Regions from separate parts of the Zea mays genome. Here all the other regions are linked to region 1. The links are chromatin contacts, called in public Hi-C maps. All regions are on one chromosome and are shown on one strand. Each heading gives the region's core, a stretch centred on a gene start, on an enhancer-like site or on the middle of the called end of the contact. The rest is flanking DNA. Distances are from core to core; before and after follow the strand shown. Region 1 holds the start of LOC100304210. Region 2 holds the start of LOC100216974. Region 3 holds the start of LOC100192627.

Region 1 (2,700 bases), core at 58-2,557:
CCGATGCAGCCTTCACAACAAACTCCGGTGTGCTAGCTCTCGGGTAGTACACAACTTCAAATGGTTGTCCGCTCGCTGCTAGACTTGCGGCGTTGACAACATCCGTGATCTTCACCTTCCCCCTACCTCTCATGTACCCACCATGACTCTTCATCATCTTACCCTCCTCATCCTTCAAGAATGCCGACAAGGCCCCATACCCCGGGGCGTTCCACCCAGACATGCACTCCATGCCACCACAGGACACCCGCTTGACACGCCGTATCCCGACGCACAGCTCGCCATGCTCAGTGCGCAGGAAGACGATGGAGTCCCCGGCGACGAGCTTCTTCTGGTTGACGAACGTGCTCCATCCCGTGGTGAGCAAATGCCGGCGCGGCGTGCCCCGGTAAATGTGGCGGAACTTCCAGACCTCCCCGTGCACGTCCTTGGCAAGCACCGTCTGCACCGGCGGGTCGGCCCGGTAGTCGAGCTTGGGGAAGATGGTCTCGGCGCAGTAGCGCGGCACCGAGAAGCCGCCACCGTTGTTGGCGTCGGACTGCGTCAGCGTCTTGGCGAAGGAAGAAAGCTTCTCCCGGGCGTCCGCGGGGTCGACGCTGAACTCATCGGGCTCTCGGAACTCCACCTCGCCGGGCGCGACCGGCACCAGGCGGATCTTGGCGAAGACCTCGTCGGTCTCCGGATCGGCCAGGAAGCGCACCCCGGTGACGCTGCAGAGCACGAGCGACGGGAGCGCTCGCGCCCCGGCGAGGTCCGCGGCCCCGCCGCCATGCGCGTGCTCCGCGTGACCCTGCGGGAAGTAGTAGACACGGGAGCGCACGGGCGGCATCTGCACCATGCCGCCAGCGCACGCGTGCCACAGCTGCGGGTCAAGGCACCTTTCCTCGGCCACCTCCTTCATGGCCTACTCCTCCTCCTCTTCGTCGTCTTCCTCCACCGCTACCAAATGCGGTCACTGTCCAGCAGAGCAACCTGCCACGTTCCCCGTTATTCACACGAATCCAAGTACCAAACCACCCTACGCAACCCACGAAACGAAACGAAAAGCAAGCAATTGGAACGGAACGGCGACAGCAGCAGCGATACCTCCTCCGTGAACGCCCATGTGTTCCAACTGGCAGATCATGGGGCGGCGGAACCGCTACTCCGGGAGAGACGTTGGCACCGGGCAAAGCAGAGCAGAAACCTACATCAGGGCCGGCATCGGCCGAGGCAACGATTCTCTCCGAGAACACCCCAAGCCTGCTTCGGTTGCTCGAGCCCAGGAGACGAAATCTAGACGGCGGCGAGGTGGGGAGAAGTTGACGGTGGTGGCGCGCGCTGCTACAGCGGCACACACAGTGGGTTGGAATTATGAGGTGGGAGGCCTCGGACACCTCTCCTTGTTGCGTGGGGGATCTTTAACAATTTGTCATCGATAAGATGGACACCTTTTGGTTAGCTAGTTTTAACACATACACTATATAATATAATTTCTTAAAAAATAACTGGTATATAAATTTTTATCAACTTATCGATCTTTCAAATCTCTAGAGCTAATTATTAGTTAACTAACAAGAAATTAACTAAATTAGTTGGGATGTTTTAAACCTGTTGGGACTATGCTTCGTCGCCGAAGGTCTTGTAGGAAGAAGCGGTTTTCGGCTGAAGCTGTTTGTATGGGATGGCCGAAGGTTCCTCCTCATGAAGCTTCGGTATTACAAACCGACTTAAAGATAGAATGACCTTTTAGTCCATAAGGGTCTGAGTCAATGTTGTAAACTTTTATGAGGGGCATAATTGTAATTCTTCACAGACTGTGTCCTGTGTCTATAAATAGTAAACAGTATTCCTTTACTGTTCACGGATTCTGATAATTGCAATCGCATCATTCGGGAACCAATCTTTGCCAAGGCAGAGGTATAACTGTATTCAATGATTCAATATATTATAATATAATTCGTTTATGATTCATTTACCTTCGATACCCTTTATTTTATGTTATCTTATACAATCTATTAAAATTCAATTACGAAGACTTAACCTTCGTAATCATATTCTCATTAACCTTTGTCCAAGGTTCATTATCCTCAAGGGAATAATGCTTCATGGACGAAGGACGTTAACATTTAACATTTTATGTTGCCTTGTTCTTAATTCATAGCATTTGAGAACAAGTCCCCAACATTGGCGCCCACCTCCGGTGAACTCACTTCCACTTTTTTGAGCTGATGGCTTCGTTCAACGATCAAGCTGGAGCTGCTTCGGCTCCGAAGCTGCTACTCCCAATAACAGGCGGTTCATGTTCAGAGCCAGCCAACAAGAAGCAGAAGAAGGAAGCACAGAGAAGGGTACAGCATGTTGGGGTGCAAGGACCCTTCATCAAGTCAAGATGGTCTCACATTCTTATTACCTTCTCCCAAGAGGACCTTCAACTCAAGGATTACCCACACAACGATGCCATGGTTATCTCTTGTGTTATCAAAGGATTTCTGGTCCACAATGTCTTGGTTGATACAGGCAGTGCAGCTGATATCATATTTGCTAAGGCCTTTAGGCAAATGCAAGAGCCAGAAGATAAGATTAATGATGCTACACACCCTCTCTGTGGCTTCGGAGGAAGACAGATTGTAGCACTGGGCAAGATCACCATGCCAGTGACCTTCGGATTCATCAACAACACTAGAACTGAGCAAGTTGTGTTTGACATTGTTGACATGG
Region 2 (2,832 bases), core at 200-2,699, 160 kb after region 1:
AATATAGTCTAATTATAAAACTAAATTCATAGATAAGGACTAAAAGACGATAGAAATTTATTAAACCTAATTAAGTCGATATTTAATACTCATAATTGATATTCAAATATTTGATATGACACGAAGTCACAAACTAAACTTTGGTTACTTTAGTATTGAAATGGTTTGGAGGGATTGGAGAGTGTATAAATTCCTAATAAATCAAAAAACTATCACAATACATATCAATCCATTTCAATCCCTTTTATTACTAGATTACCTAAACCAAACACCGGCGCCACGCACGCGATGACGTGGTGAGGAATTTGCGCAGACGCACAGAGGCGAACAAAGGGGCTCCTCCTCAGTCAGGCCAGTGCAGCGCTGCCACGTCGGATTATGCACTAGGCAGTGCTTGTGCTGAGTCCCTTCGGTTGGTTTGACTACCAGCTTGGCAACAGTGACGCTTACGACTACCAGCTTGGCAACATCTATTGCATGCCTGTCTATTCAGAAAGCCACCCCTGTCTGTCTAAGGTGGGTTCTAACTTCTAACCAAGATTAAGATTATTCTGTAACTAATAGTATATCAGCCTGACCTAGTTCATACGTGAGGAGCCATTTCGGCCACCAACTCCTCCGCGTTGCTAATTCTGTACTACTCCTTAACACCACTTGCTCTCCAGTCTCCAGCACGCAACACACGGATGCGCACGCTCCGGAAAACATGCGACGCACAAGAATGCGCACGCGCCTTCTCTAAAATTGGCAACGTGTTCTCGAAAAACGGGCGGGGGCCCGAGCTCCTGCGCGTCGATCGTCGGAAACAAGAGCCCGTAAAACTGAAGGCGACGGACGTACGGCGGCGGCCCGTCTCCAGTTTGGAGACGAAGGTGAAATGGGGGCGGACAAGATGTTGCGGCCTGCGGAGATTTTCCTGGTGTGTGTGTGTGTGCACAACGACTCGAACACACGCACGCACGCACCAACGGAATCCTGAATTTCCTGATCCTGTTTACCCCCCGAGAAGGAAAAAAAAAGGATCCCGGTTCTCAACGATCAATCAAAGTAGACAAGCGGCCAAACGTATCGCATCGACGACGAATGAATGGGACGAACAACAGATAGAGGTAAGCCAGCGAGCGATCGGGGGTGGGGGGGAATCGTACGCACCTCTGGGCTCTGGAGGAACCTTTGTTTGTATATTATCTATATATCCTTGATTCTTCCCGGCGAGTCCTCGATGATGGATCGGATCTTCTGGGGAGGAGAGGAAGGAGAACGGGAGAGGCAGACGAGCCGTTCCTCGACTCGCTCCGACTCCGAGGAAGGGGGGTGGCGCGGGTTCTGCTAATTGATTGCCCGTGTGTGTTTGTGAATTGGATTGGAGGAGGAGATGCGTGAGGCCGAAGAAGTCTTCCAGAAAAATGAAAGGAAGGAGGGAGGGGTAGGTGGCGAACAGCTCAAACGCCCGCCGTCGCTCGCATGATCGCGCCGCGTCGCCTTCTCCCCCTCCTCTTGCCTCGCGCTCGCAGTGTAGGACGTGTGGTGTCCCACCCACGAGGCCACGAGGGCCACGGTATGATTCCATCCAGACCAGTGTACACAAGTCCCTAGTCCTACTCTCTGATACATGGGCCCTACCTGGACTGTGTGTGTTTGTGTATTCCCGGGATACGTACATTTATCGTCCGATATATGTAACCCCTACTTGATAATGATAATGATTATACGTATCGTACTCGTATCACTTGCACTTGGACACCTCGGCTGCCTCACCCCAAAGGCCCCAGCTGCTGTTTTAATTAGGGACGCGTACGCTGCTATCCAACCTTGCACTGCAGCCCGGCCCACCAATAGCATCCTGACAAGCGCGATGCACGAACACGGCGGGGTCCGTTCCAGCGATCCCGTCAAATGGAAAGGGAATGAAGGACTTCTCCTTCTGTTCGTACCTCGCAGTAACATCGCTGGATGAAAACGACTGATACTGAATTTTCTGCACGGTTGAACTGGAACAGAAACACGATTGGTGATCCGAAGGGGGCACACCGCACACAACCAGCTATCACTATCAGGCTTCAGTGGACCAGCGAGCATCAGCTGAGGACTGACCACCACCCTTGGGCCTAGGCTAAAGATATACTAGTAGCTGTATAAGAAAAACGATTTTGAACCTGCTGCCGAGTCTCGTAAAATGAAATGTAACAGCGCAATTGGTCAGCCGGACACTGGAACCAGTACCAAACATTTTGGAATCATGCAGAATTCTTCGCCGGATTGATAGGCTGACCACCATTATTTCCTCACAAACGAGGACATGCCCGTTTGGCAGCCTAACAGCAAGGACAGCAAATGTTTCCAACACGCAAGCCGAACCTACATCCCCTCCAATATGTCTCCATCCGACACCCTCAATCAAAAATTCGAAAAGTTCTCCCTCCGTCGCCAATTAAAATTCGTTTTAAATAATTAATAGATTCGTAATACAATTAATAGATTCATAATACAACTAATAGCTCCATAATGCTTGATTTATATATTTTATATATTTCTACATTCATCATCATCTATTTGAGTATAGACATAAACATCAAGAGCTAAAATAAATCATATTTTAGGACGGAGAGAGTAAAAATTATGGATTTCACATCAATGCAGGTAGTATCAAGAATAATGGTTTGGCACAATCATCATATGGCAAAATAACAAAGTTGTAAGCGCCACCGAGCCAGAGCCCAGTGAGACCTTACTGATCAGTCTTACACATGTAGGAGTTTCAGTCGCTGCACACAAAGCTTATTGGTTCCGCATTGCATACTACTGGTACAACAGCAGCGACCGTTGTTGGTA
Region 3 (2,847 bases), core at 110-2,609, 190 kb before region 1:
ATCGAGATTCACTTCCTCGAGGATAAGCTCCAACAGATTTGCTGACTAATTTGTCAGCGCTCACCTCCGGTTCTGGAACCAGACTTTAATCTGCTTGGCCTCGATGTTTGAGAGGATGGGGCACTCGCGTAGCAGCTGCTGCCTGCGCGCGGAGCTGGGCTTGGGGCACTCGGCGTACACCCGCTCCAGCGCCTCCACCTGCTCCGGCGTGTACCGCACGTACTTGCCCGTGTCCATCCCGCTCTTCTCGTACCCGCCGCCGCCATCGCTGCTCCCGCTCCGCATCGCTACGGCTGCTGCCATCGTTGCACGGCCACCGACCAGCACCGAAAGCAAAACTCCACCACGCACCCGTCCTCTCCGCCTCCGACCACCACTTCCCCTTTGTCAAACACTCAAACGGACCCTTCTCACGCCGTCGCTACCTGCAATTCCACCTTCTCACACACCGATCAAAACCTGCGAGATTCCAACGAAATCGGTGTTAGCAAAGATTTAATAACCTGAAAAAACGAAGTGCCGTCTCTATCCATCAGGCAAAGAAACGTAGAAAAGCACGCAAAGGAGTCAGCTTTTGGCTTGAAACCGAGGAGAGAAAAGGGGCGGCCACTGCAGAAGCAGAACACGCAAATGCGGCCGATTAGCCGCGTCGGGGACAGGGGATCGGGAAAACGACGCTGGAACCGCACGATTCCGCAACGCAAGACGAGATTGCAGGCCACAAAATCCAACGCGCAAGATGAGCGGCAGTTCAAATCCGCAATTTTTATCCCACACACACACTTCCCACGCAAAAGCAGATAAAAGCTCAACCAGAAGATCGCTTGACAGAGTCGAAAGAAATCCCAAAAAAATCGCAAGAACACGCAATGGCTCGCCGCAGAGGTACGCGAAACGGGGGCTCTGAGGAATGACGCGTTCACCTGTTCAGCTTTCCGCGCGCGCGCACCAGCAGCCAAGAGACGCACGGGCACCGTCGCCAGCTGCTGACCGGCATCACAGCGTACCACCGCGTCCGCGCAAACCGCCCCCCGCGACGGTGCACGGAGCCTCGGCCATCGACTGCAAAACACGCGCGCACCCGCCCAGCGACGCCTCCCAGAACCAGCAGTGCTGGCTAGCCCGCCCGGTTGCCGGATAATGTCGAAACAGAAGGAGACGACAGACGAGGAACCCAGCGGGTTCAGGAGGAGCCGACTAGGAGGAGGGGAGGCAGGAGGCAGGAGCCGAGTCGCCGAGAGCGGCAAAAGGCGACAGCTTTAAAGACGAGCGAGCGAGAAGCAGCAAGAGGAGACAGAAGAGTGGCAGCAAGCACTGCAGCGAGCTGCTCCTAGCTAGCAGCCTAGCACGTCTACTGTGAGGGCGCACGAGAAGAACTGCAGAAGAGGTGGAAAAAGCTGAAGAGGGAGGAGAGCGGAAGGCCACGTCCACGAGAACAGCTGGACTCGGTGCACGTAGCCCCTGAAGCTGGCGGTGGGGTCCGCGGACAGAAGTAGCGGCCGCATCGCGGACCACTGTTCCACGGAAAAGACGTCATTATTTTGTCCGTGACATTGCAATGTCGCGTGACCCTGACCTCTGTTTGAGTTATGACAACGAAATTGCAGTGAGGCAGTGACCAAACAAACGGTTTATTATTTATGTGAAAACCAGCAGGAGAAAAATCCTACATTGCGAATGTAGGTATTATAGATGTGATTCATAATTTAGACCGACCCAACGGCGTTATGCATCACGCGATGCACACAGGTAATAAGGATGCGTTTGTTCGAGATCAAACTAAAATGAGGCGGGGTGACATTGTCCCCTTTATTTTTTAATCACGCCGCCATCAAAAATTGTTCCCGTGTTTACCTTGCTCTTGCGTAACTCGCATCCAAACACTAGAAAATATGGTCGTCCTCTTTTATCCCTTCTTGTACGTCCAACCAAACACACCCTAAGCAGGGCCGGACCTGGGGGTGGTCGAGCCGGGCGGCCGCCCAGGGCCCCCAAAATGTTGGGCCCCCCACTAAGTATATATTTAAGTACAGTGTTTGGTGATTAAATCAGACTAAACAAACAACATTCGCTTTGTTAGTTGATCGATCAAAATATCTAAGCCAAGCTATGATCACGTTCACGTCTCTACTATATTTAAACACCATTTTTCTAGTTCCATGATTTCCACTGTCATTGTGCATTCTATATTTAAATGAAAAATGCTAACATTATGTACAATAAGGATTCAAACCATAATTGTTGGCTTTAAACCAACATTTACACTCACTTAGCCAATAGAACACACATGTCTTTATGTTTTATATTATATACTTAATCGTAAATAGAAAACGTAGCAATGTACGAACACTTTACTAGTATACGGTATACGTCATTTCCTATTTCCAAAGTGCCCTAATTCTTGCCAAGTAATTACGGTTATATAAGAGACAAGCTACGATTACGTCCACATATATGGTTATATCATATCATCAAGATTGAAATAGTATATGTCGATATTAATAACATACTCAATGTCTCTGTATTAAAGAGTGTTCGAAGAAACTTTATAAGATAATCCAATGTGCCAAGTAAGTTTTTATTAATTTAGTTAATATAATTTTTGAACCTTTCAACATATATGTTTATAATTATATATATGCATATATAGATATTATATATATATACACATGGGTTAAAAGGACCTACTTATGGGTTAAAAGGGCCTACTTATAAGTTTTCGCCCAGGGCCCCTAAAATCTCAGGAACGACCCTGACCCTAAGTATCGCTCACAACCACTGTTTCGGTAAAAAAACACCTTCCAATATAATAGAGCATGTACAATAACGATGCATTTTTCGTGGTCT

Evidence for each region. Hi-C and Micro-C count contacts between places; a contact is called where the count stands out from the background.
Region 2: a Hi-C map of bundle sheath shows a contact between it and region 1, with 2.8 times the contacts expected there. The contact joins the promoter of LOC100216974 here to the promoter of LOC100304210 in region 1. A contact is called at or near these places in 5 of 25 Hi-C or Micro-C datasets (bundle sheath, ear, endosperm and 2 more).
Region 3: a contact with region 1 is called in a Hi-C map of tassel, with 8 times the contacts expected there. The contact joins the promoter of LOC100192627 here to the promoter of LOC100304210 in region 1. A contact is called at or near these places in 10 of 25 Hi-C or Micro-C datasets (bundle sheath, ear, leaf and 3 more) and 1 of 3 datasets of contacts at active chromatin or transcription factors (leaf).

Annotation. Positions count from the first base shown.
Region 1 is chr1:236,390,591-236,393,290 of Zm-B73-REFERENCE-NAM-5.0, forward strand. It overlaps LOC100304210, which reads right to left and starts at 1,308. Exons shown (of 4, transcript NM_001165660.1): 1 at 1,087-1,308; 2 at 1-972. The coding sequence starts at 901.
Region 2 is chr1:236,554,585-236,557,416 of Zm-B73-REFERENCE-NAM-5.0, forward strand. It overlaps LOC100216974, which reads right to left and starts at 1,450. Exons shown (of 8, transcript NM_001317379.1): 1 at 1,153-1,450. LOC100286228 (mitochondrial import inner membrane translocase subunit TIM16) reads right to left here. Exons shown (of 4, transcript NM_001159116.2): 4 at 2,648-2,832.
Region 3 is chr1:236,197,310-236,200,156 of Zm-B73-REFERENCE-NAM-5.0, forward strand. It overlaps LOC100192627, which reads right to left and starts at 1,360. Exons shown (of 19, transcript NM_001329573.1): 1 at 924-1,360; 2 at 65-459. The coding sequence starts at 303.